Regions from separate parts of the Sus scrofa genome. Here region 1 is linked to region 2. The links are chromatin contacts, called in public HiChIP or PLAC-seq maps. All regions are on one chromosome and are shown on one strand. The core of a region is the stretch at or near the end of the contact, and the rest is flanking DNA. Distances in the headings are between cores, read along the strand shown.

Evidence for each region. HiChIP or PLAC-seq counts read pairs in DNA pulled down with a chosen protein or histone mark.
Region 1: a contact with region 2 is called in an H3K27ac HiChIP or PLAC-seq map of alveolar macrophages. The contact joins two enhancer-like sites. A contact is called at or near these places in 2 of 2 datasets of contacts at active chromatin or transcription factors (alveolar macrophages and skeletal muscle).

The regions. Positions count from the first base shown.
Region 1 is chr14:133,779,216-133,783,798 of Sscrofa11.1, reverse strand. No RefSeq gene overlaps it. Among named protein-coding and RNA genes, the nearest start is that of OAT, 43 kb to the left of the region's middle. Within about 2 kb of position 1,463, at least 12 of the 83 cell types and tissues checked have an H3K27ac peak or open chromatin away from gene starts, as enhancers often do. A contact at or near this core is called in alveolar macrophages, where this site is marked.
Region 2 is chr14:133,478,945-133,482,966 of Sscrofa11.1, reverse strand. All of the region lies in intron 5 of CHST15 (carbohydrate sulfotransferase 15), which reads left to right. Among named protein-coding and RNA genes, the nearest start is that of CHST15, 64 kb to the left of the region's middle. Within about 2 kb of position 1,531, at least 7 of the 83 cell types and tissues checked have an H3K27ac peak or open chromatin away from gene starts, as enhancers often do. A contact at or near this core is called in alveolar macrophages, where this site is marked.

The sequences.
Region 1 (4,583 bases), core at 214-2,713, 300 kb before region 2:
CACCTTGGACCCTTGTGACGGCTGTGCTTGAGTAGCGGGAATGCAACATTGGATGAACTGTTATGAAGCATGTGGGCTGATCGAGTTGATGGGGAGGCCTGTGGGAGCAGAGAGCATTCCCAGGGTCCTTGGTGCTGTTGGGGGCAGTGACTCAGAGACCCCACCCCCTTGTTTTTGGTGTTTTCTGGGGCTGTGTTTAAACACTGGTGGGGGTAGACCTCCCAGACCCCAGGAATCTGGGTACAGTGTGGGGTACCCACTCTGGTCTGCTGGGGGGGAAGGTGTTTCTCAAGGTTGAGTGGTGGGTGGGGGGCTGCCAGGTAACAGGGTGAGGGTCCAATCCCCCGTCCTGCATAGGGGGTGAATGGCCTCGGCTCTGCAGGGCCCTGTGCTGACCTGACTCTTTGTCCCCATTGTCTGGGCAGCCGCCTCCTAAGCTGAGTCTCAGCCCCAGGTTGTCCTGGGGCCATAAACACCTTGTAAAAATTGCTGGGAACAAGATTCTTTATGTTGGTGGCGACTCCAGCCCAGGTCGTTAAGTCTGGCCCGACTCAGACGCAGGGTTGGGACCTGCGGTGGCCGACTCACAGGTTTTGTGAGCCTCTCATTAGAGCCCTGGTGTTGCTGCCCCTCAGCCCCATCCTGCTGGGCTCTGCCTTGAGTCCTGACGGGCCCTTTGGGGCTCCCGGGGCTGGGGGACCCTGGGCTCCAGATTACACGTTTAATACCTTCTGCACTTTTCCTTGCTCTTGGTTTAATGCTCTCCTGTTGCCTCCTTGCAAATCGTAGTCATTTGGAACAAGGGCCTGTATCTTCTTTCTTTTATTTTTTTTAGGGCCACACCTGTGGCTTATGGAGGTTCCCAGGCTAGGGGTTGAATCGAAGCTGTAGCTGCCAGGCTCCACCGCAGCCACAGCAACACCAGGCCCGAGTCACCTCTGCAACCTACACTGCAGCTCAGGGCGACGCCAGATCCTTAACCCACTGAGCGGGGCCAGAGATCGAACCCTCGTCCTCATGGATCCTAGTTGGATTTGTTGCTGCTGAGCCACAGCAGATTCTCCAAGGGCCTGTATTTTCATTTTGCACTGGGCCCTGCACGTAGCTGCTTCTGGTGAAGAGAATGCTTCGCAGGCAGCAGGGCGCTCTCTGGATGGACAAAGGCCAGGCTGGCTGGAGGGCTGGGCCTGAGGGGCACGATTGTCAGAGACCAAGTCAGAGTGGTAATGCCAGATGGTGCGTGGGGGTTGCAGGCACCCTTGGGGCCATCCCAAGGGCTTTGGGTCCCCTCCCAGGGAAACAGGAAGCCACAGGGAGGGGTGAAGAGAAGAGTGACATGATTTGACCTCAAGGTTAGAACGTTCAACTTAGCTGCTGTGTTGGGAAGAGACTCTAAGAGGAGAACTAGGGAGCTCTCTCGGGAGGCTGACCAGGAAATGGGGTAAGGATGCTGGTGACTCAGACCAGGCTGGGCACCGTGGGGGTGGAGGGAAGTGGTCAGATCCCACATGGCTTCTGAGAACGGAGCCAACAGGACTTGTGACGGAGCAGATGTCAGCCAGGCGTCTGGCTCGTCCTGGTAGACAGTTTCCAAAGAGGACGGGGGACAAGCCCTGCCCTGCTGTTCCACCCCCGCCCCCCGTTCCACCAGGAGGCCAAGGCTTCCCTTCCTCTCCCCCGCCCTTGAATTAGGGCCGGGTTTGTAACTCGCTTTGATCTCTAGAGAGGGGGGGAAAGGAGGCCGTGTTCATTCCTGGCCTCACCTTGAAGAGCCGGCAGCTTTGGCTTTGCTCTCTGGGAGCCAGGCGCTGAGCTGTAAGTGGCTGGGAGAGATTCCCAGAGGAGAAGCTGGTGGACACACAGGCGGCACCCACTTCCAGACCTGGGAGAAGGACCTCGTTCCACATTCCAGCCCCAGCTGAGCCCCCGGAAGGATGAAGCCTTGGGAGTGACTCCAGCTGACAGCACGCAGAGCAGATGAACCGCCCAGATGAGCCCTGCCCAAGCTCCCAACCAAGAGAATCATGAGGAGTAAGGCCTGGAGTTCCCGTGCTGGCTCGGTGGTAAGGAACCCACTAGTATCCATGAGGATGTGGATTTGACCCCTGCCCTCACTCAGTGGGTTAAGGATCTGGCATGGCTGTGTGTGGCAGCTCTGATTCACCCCCTAGGCTGGGAACTGCCATATGCTGTGGGTGTGGCTCCAAAAAGCAAAAAAAAAAAAAAAAAAAAAAGAGAGAGAGAGAGAGAAACAAAACCTTGATTTTTTGGGCCACTCATTTTTGGGCTGACGGAGGTATCTGTCAGACACCCAAGTGGAAATGTGTGAATAGGCAGCTGGATAGTTCAGGGAAGGGATCAGGCTGGAAGGGTCAATGCGGGAATTTTCTTGCTTGCTTGCTTTTTTAGGGCCTCACTGAGGCACATGGAGGTTCCTGGGCTACAGGTCAAACCAGAGCTACAGCTGCTGGCCTGCAGCACAGCCACAGCAATGCCAGATCCAAGCCGCGCCTGCAAGCCACACCACAGCTCACAGCAATGCCAGATCCCCCACCCACTGAGCAAGGCCTGGGATCGAGCCCGTGTCCTCATGGATGCTAGTCAGATTTGTTAACCACTGAGACGGGAGCTTCTGGAAAATTTTGACATCCAGTCTTTTTTTTTTTTTTCTTTTTAGGGCAGCACCTGCTACATATGGAAATTCCCAGGCTAGGGGTTGAATCAGAGCTGTGCCTGCGACCGACCGACACCACCGCTCACGATAGCGCCGGATCCGTAACCTACTGAGTGGGACCAGGGATCAAACCTGCGTCCTCATGGATCCTAGTTGTGCTTGTTAACTGCTGAGCCACAACAGGAACTCTGACATACAGAGTCTTAAGGTCTTGAAACTGGATGAGAGTCACAAGGTTGACGGTGGAGAGACAAGAGAAGAGGGTCAAGGACCAAGCCCCGGGCACTTGGATCTTGCAGTGTCAGGAAGGCGCAGAGGGTCTGGGGGTGACGGGGAGGCTGCTGGACAGGCATTTCGGGCAAAAGTCTTTCTCATACCACTGCCCTCGCTCCTGTGTCCTGCGAACACAAACTCATTCAGCTGGGAGGGCAGACGGTCCTGGGCCACATCCAGCCCCGTCTTCTCCGAGCTGAGGTCCTAGCCAGCATCTTCATGCGTCCTACCCCATCACAGGCCAGGCCTTGCTGAGGGCTTTGTATCTTGAGCCAAGTGACAGCTCTCGGACCTCTGTTGGCTCCATGATGGGAGTCAGGTCCCTCCAGGGAGCTGGGAACCTCCCCTCTCCCCGGCAGTAGCTGCCAGGCCCCCAAGGCAGGTGGGAACCAGCCCTTCTGGTCTAAACACAGACTGAGCGGCTCAGACCTGGGCATGGGATACCCAGGGGATCGAGCCCAGGATTTTGGCTGAATGTAGGTGGAAGCAGGTGAGGAACCAAACCAACACAGTGTCCTGGAGAGAGTGGTTGGTCCTGACTTAGGGAATAGCCTGAGAGAAGGCGCCGGGGTCAGAGACAGAAGAATGAGGTTCAGGGGAGAAGGGTGGGGGTGAGCGGGGAGGGATGAGGCTGTAGGGCTGGGGGCAGGCAGGTTGCACCATCAGGCCCAAGGTTCCAACCCTTGGGGACACGAATGGCCCCAAGTGATGTCCCTTTTGTGAAAACATCATCAGGCTTGGTCTTTGTGGGTAATGAAAAGCGGGAGCATTAGCACATTTTGCAATGCGTTTTTATCCTAATGGGTTAAAATACAAAGACTGGTGCTTAAAGGGTAAGTTTCATTTGCCTGCAAGATTCTAAGATGTGCTCGGCTTGCTACGTGTTTAGATGAAACGGGTTTATTTCATAGCCGGACGTGTGCATGAAACGCACTGTGTTGTCACAGGGCCTTGCTCGGTGGGTGTGCCTGCCAGACCTGGATTGTTTGTACGCCTGCGTGATCCTCCCTCCCTCCCTCCTTCTGTTTATTGTCCTTCTCTCCCTGCCTTCCATCCGTCCATCCTGTCCTTCTGCCATAGATTCCTGGGCACTTCCTGGGCACCTGTGCTCTGGGAGCTATTCCAGCCTTATCCCAGTGCCCCCATGTCTTAGTCTTTCATCCTCAAAAAGTAAATAATTGCTGGGAAGGTAAACCAATGCCACCCCCTGAGGGTGCCCCTTCCAAAAAGTTCTGGCCTTTGCTGCTGCTGCAGGAGGTCCGTGCCCACCCCTCGCTGTCCAAGGGATGCCTGAAATAGGGGTGCACCTTCCCATTCTCCACAATTCTCAGGACCGAAGCATCTAATTGCCAAGAAATCACACTCAGCAGTGTTCAGACAGCAACTGAGCCTGGCTGCCGTCGGGGTGTTCCCTGGGTGGTCTTTCTTGGACTCTGTGGTCCCAGAGGTCTCTGGGGACCACCTCAGGGTGGGCTGGGCTCCTTGGGGGCTTTGTGGCGAGGAGGCAGGGGCAGAGCATGGAACCCTCGGACCCAGGACAGCTGACGTGTTCTCGGGGAAATTAGCTCGCCTTGCAGCCTCTGGCTCCTCACCTGGGGTGGTACCCCTGGCCGAGGGGCGTAGGGCTGGGTGGGCT
Region 2 (4,022 bases), core at 282-2,781:
TACCTCTAGGGTTGTGAGAATTATAGATCTTAATATGTGTAGTATGTTGAAACAGTGCTGGACAAGTGGTAAATATTGTTATTATTCGCTGGTATTATTAAGCCAAGTAGCAGCAAATAATGATAACAGTAACCAAGCTGAGCCCTCATGTCCTCACTCGCATTGATGGAGCATCGTCGTTGAAGTGCTAGATGCACCGCATCCACTGCGGAGCAAAGCCCTTCCTGTCCGAGGCCCACCTGGAGTCCCCATCTAGTGGAGGGAGGGGACCTGGTGCTAGTTGAGCACATACTGCAAATGGCTCTGTGCTAAGCCCCTTGCAGGCATTGCCTCCTTTGAACTGTGCAAGCAGCTGAAAGGGTTGTCAGGATGTGTCAGGTGAGCTGTGTGATCTCAGGGGGGTTAAGTTACCTGTCCACTGTCACCTGGTTAGTAAGTGGCTAGACTGAGATTTGATCCCATGCCGGTCTGAGGATCCAAGCTTTTCACCTCTGTCTTAGGTCAGTCATTGGGATGCAGACTCTGAGGTGGCCTTTTGTGTGTAGGAGGTTCCTGGGGAGTGATTTTGGGACAACCCTGAGAGGGTAGCGGGAAAGACCGATGGAGGAGTTGAGCTACGATGCAGGCACAACAGGGCTCTCAGCCACCCCCATGGGAGCAAAGTAGCCACGGTGGCCCTTTCACGAGGCATCGCCCACCCACCAGCCATTGGCTGTGTCTGCCCTGAAGGGGCTTAACCTTATGTGGGGCAGGTCTTTTCAGTGTAGGGACTGAGCTGTGAGCCATCGGCAGGTCAGCTCCCACTTCTGCAAAGTTCCACGAGCAGTGAGGACACCAGTCTGTGCGGGTGCCTAAGCCTGGACTCCCCTCTCTCCTCAGTGGTGAGAGCAGGATGCTCACCCAGGGCAGCGACTTGCTGTGTAGCAAGGAGCTGAGCCCGATCTATGCTTTTGATTTTTATTTATTTTTTCTCTTTTGGCTGCCCCGCAGCATATGGAGTTCCCAAGCCAGGGAACAGATTCGAGCTGCAGTGGCGGCCTATGCCACAGCTGTGGCAATGCAAGGTCCTTAACCCACCGTGCTGGGCATCGATCCTGCATCCCAGTGCTGCAGAGACACCACCAGTCCTGTTGTGTCATAGCAGGAACTCCCCATGGATGCTTTTGCATCAGTTTTGAATTGTTGGACCTCTGACTTCAGAGTCTAGCTACTCAGCCGGTGGCGAAAACCTCCTCCAAATAGCCCAGCTTCTCCAGGTTGCTGGAAGTACCAATTTGGTGCCAGAGACATGTTCTCAGACGGAAGAGGAGCCCTGGCACGCTGCTGCCATGTGATGTGTTCTCTGTAACAGATATGCAGGAGGATTAAAAAGCAGGCTGTTCTTAGCACGAATGGGTTAAATATTAATGTAACTATCTCAAAGGGAAATTTGGAGAACTTCCCTGTGGGCAAGAGATAGAGTGGGGGCGGGGCAGCACAGAATTGTCAAGGTCATGATGGATTTCCGGTCCTTCTCCCTTCCCCGCCCCACCCCGGCTGCCAGCACTGCTAGCTTCTCTTTTTCCTCTTGTGGGCTTGACTTGGAGGATTAAGGATCACAAGCCGCCGTTGAGTTGTGAGGAAGACAGCAGCGAGTGTCCTAAGCCGCTTGTTAATTTCCCGGTGGATTCATGCTTTCGCTTCTCAGAAGCTGCCTGTCCAGGTGTCATTGACACATCTTTCTATGGGCCCCCAAATTTGCACGAGGTCACTTTATAGGGCTGCACTGTGAGCTGCCCAGGGCAGAAAGGGGGAGCTGGCCAAGCCCTGGCCAGGGCATGCGGGCCTGTCTGCGGGTGTCTCTGAAGACCGTTCAGGAGTGACCACCTAGGGAGGGCCCACATCTCGTTACTGGTGGGAGAAAAACCATCGTGCTGAAGACTCCCCTGTGTTTACCACTGTTTATTTTGGGGAGAAGTGTTTACAAAGCCACTGGCTGGCCCGAGCATTCCCACATGGATTGTTTGCAAAGGGCGGGTCTGTGGGGCAAGGAAGGCTGGGAAGAAGAGCCAGCGGCTGCAGAGGTGGTGGGGGCACCGGGCGCCGAGGCTGGGCCTCCAGGTGGAGTTGGGGAACCTGGTACGGAGAGTTGGGGCTGATTATCGAGGGCGGGTTATCACGCACTGGTCAGCCAGGGGACTGGTGGCCGTCACTCTGCAGTAAGACCCCCACGGCGGGAAGCAGGCCTGGCTTTGCTGCGGCCTCACCCAGTGGCAGCCCATCCTCTGTGCACCTTTTTCACCTGTAGAGACGCCGGGTACCGGGATCATGTGACAGTGCTTTGTAAGCCACACGGGGCTTGAGAATGGAGGGTGTATTTGGCATTGCCACCACCCCTGGATGTCCGCCAAGGCCCGAGAGCAGATGCTCAGGAAGAAACAGAGGTGGGCCCAGAATCCTGCTTGTGCTCAAGCGGAGGAGAAGACACGGCCCAGGTGGCCCCCGGGGAACCCAAAGCTTGGCAGCCACATTGACCTTTTTAGGCCCAAACCTGGATGTTCTTTTCTGGCAGAAAATGAGCCTCATCAGTGTCACCTACAGGTACAGTCTGAGGTGACGCTGACGTTTCCTCCAAATTAGCTGGTCCTGCTTCACTGTCCCTTGTGACGAGATGTTCACGGTTTGTGAGTCATTGGATGAAAGGGCCTCCTTCCCAGCTACATGAAATGACTTTTTTCTTGTAGGAAAAAATATCTATAATCATTATTGATGGCGTTGTATCAGAGGGTGGGGGTTATTGACCAGTGCTTTGGATCTGGATGCCAGCAGATGGAGAGTAACGAGGGCTCTCTAGCTGTCGCTCTGGTATCGTGTGTGCTCGACCCTCTGGAGGCCGCAGGGCCCTGTGCTCTCATGGGCGGTGGACTGGAAGATGGTGTGTCCACTTTGGGAGCTGCTGGTGAGGAAAGATGACCATTTGTTCACAGCACCAGCTGGGGGCAATCTGGGAGCACAGGGAGCCGGGGCCAGCATGGCCTGGGGTGAGCTGGTCCAGGAGCTGTCAGCTGCTCCCAGCCGTCCCCAGCTTTGGCGTCTGCCCCCAGCCTCAGCCTCTGTCCCCAGCCTCGGCATCTGCCCCAGGGCTTTCCTCCACACATGGCTCTCTGAGAGGTCTGCTGGGTGGGCAGTACGTGGCAGGAGACGGCGCAGCTCCAGGCCTCCGACAGCCTGCACTTGGCCACGCGGCCCTGACACTGAGGCTCAGGCTTCCTTGGGCCTTTTGGGCTTGGGGATCTTAGCAACTGCTGACAGTGGCCCCTCTGGGGACTGACAGGTTAAAGCCAACAGTCCCTCTGGGGTGCTGAAAATGTCCTGGAATTAGATGGTGCTGGTGGCCGTGTAAGGTCACGCATATACTAACAGCTACTGAATTGCGGATTTTTAAAAGGGTGAATTTTACGGTGTGTGGATTATATTTCGTTTTTAAAATGGTATGAACAAAAATATGACAAAAAGAGAAACCAACCATGAGGGGTGGTCTCTCCGAACTGGTGACCTTTGGGGTAAAACCCGCAGGGTTCCCCCCACCTGGAGGGAAGGCCAATCAGATCAATAAGCCCAGCATCGCTGCAGAGGTAAACTGGTAAAATTGAATGAGCTACTTGCAATGACCAAGGAATTTTAGCTTCTCCAAGTGTCGAAGCTCAGGAAGTGAGGACTGAATTATGACAGATGTCTGAACACCCGTTCATTGTTGCTGTGGTGTGCAGACGCCCGGCGTGGTGCTCCGTGCACACACGTGTGGGTTTCCTGATTGTGCCGGGGCTGCTCCCCTGTTCGTCCTGAATGTTTCCTGCTCTATTACGTGTGTACGTGCTTTCCAGTCTCCTGTAACTTATGTAGTTCTGTAACAGAGCTGACGTAATGCCTTCAAATCACTCATCTGCACTTAAAACAATTTAAAAAAAAATTCTAAACAAAACCCCCAAACCATCAGCTCACATGGCTAGTGACCCAGAATAGTGACCCACTCTGTTCTGCTG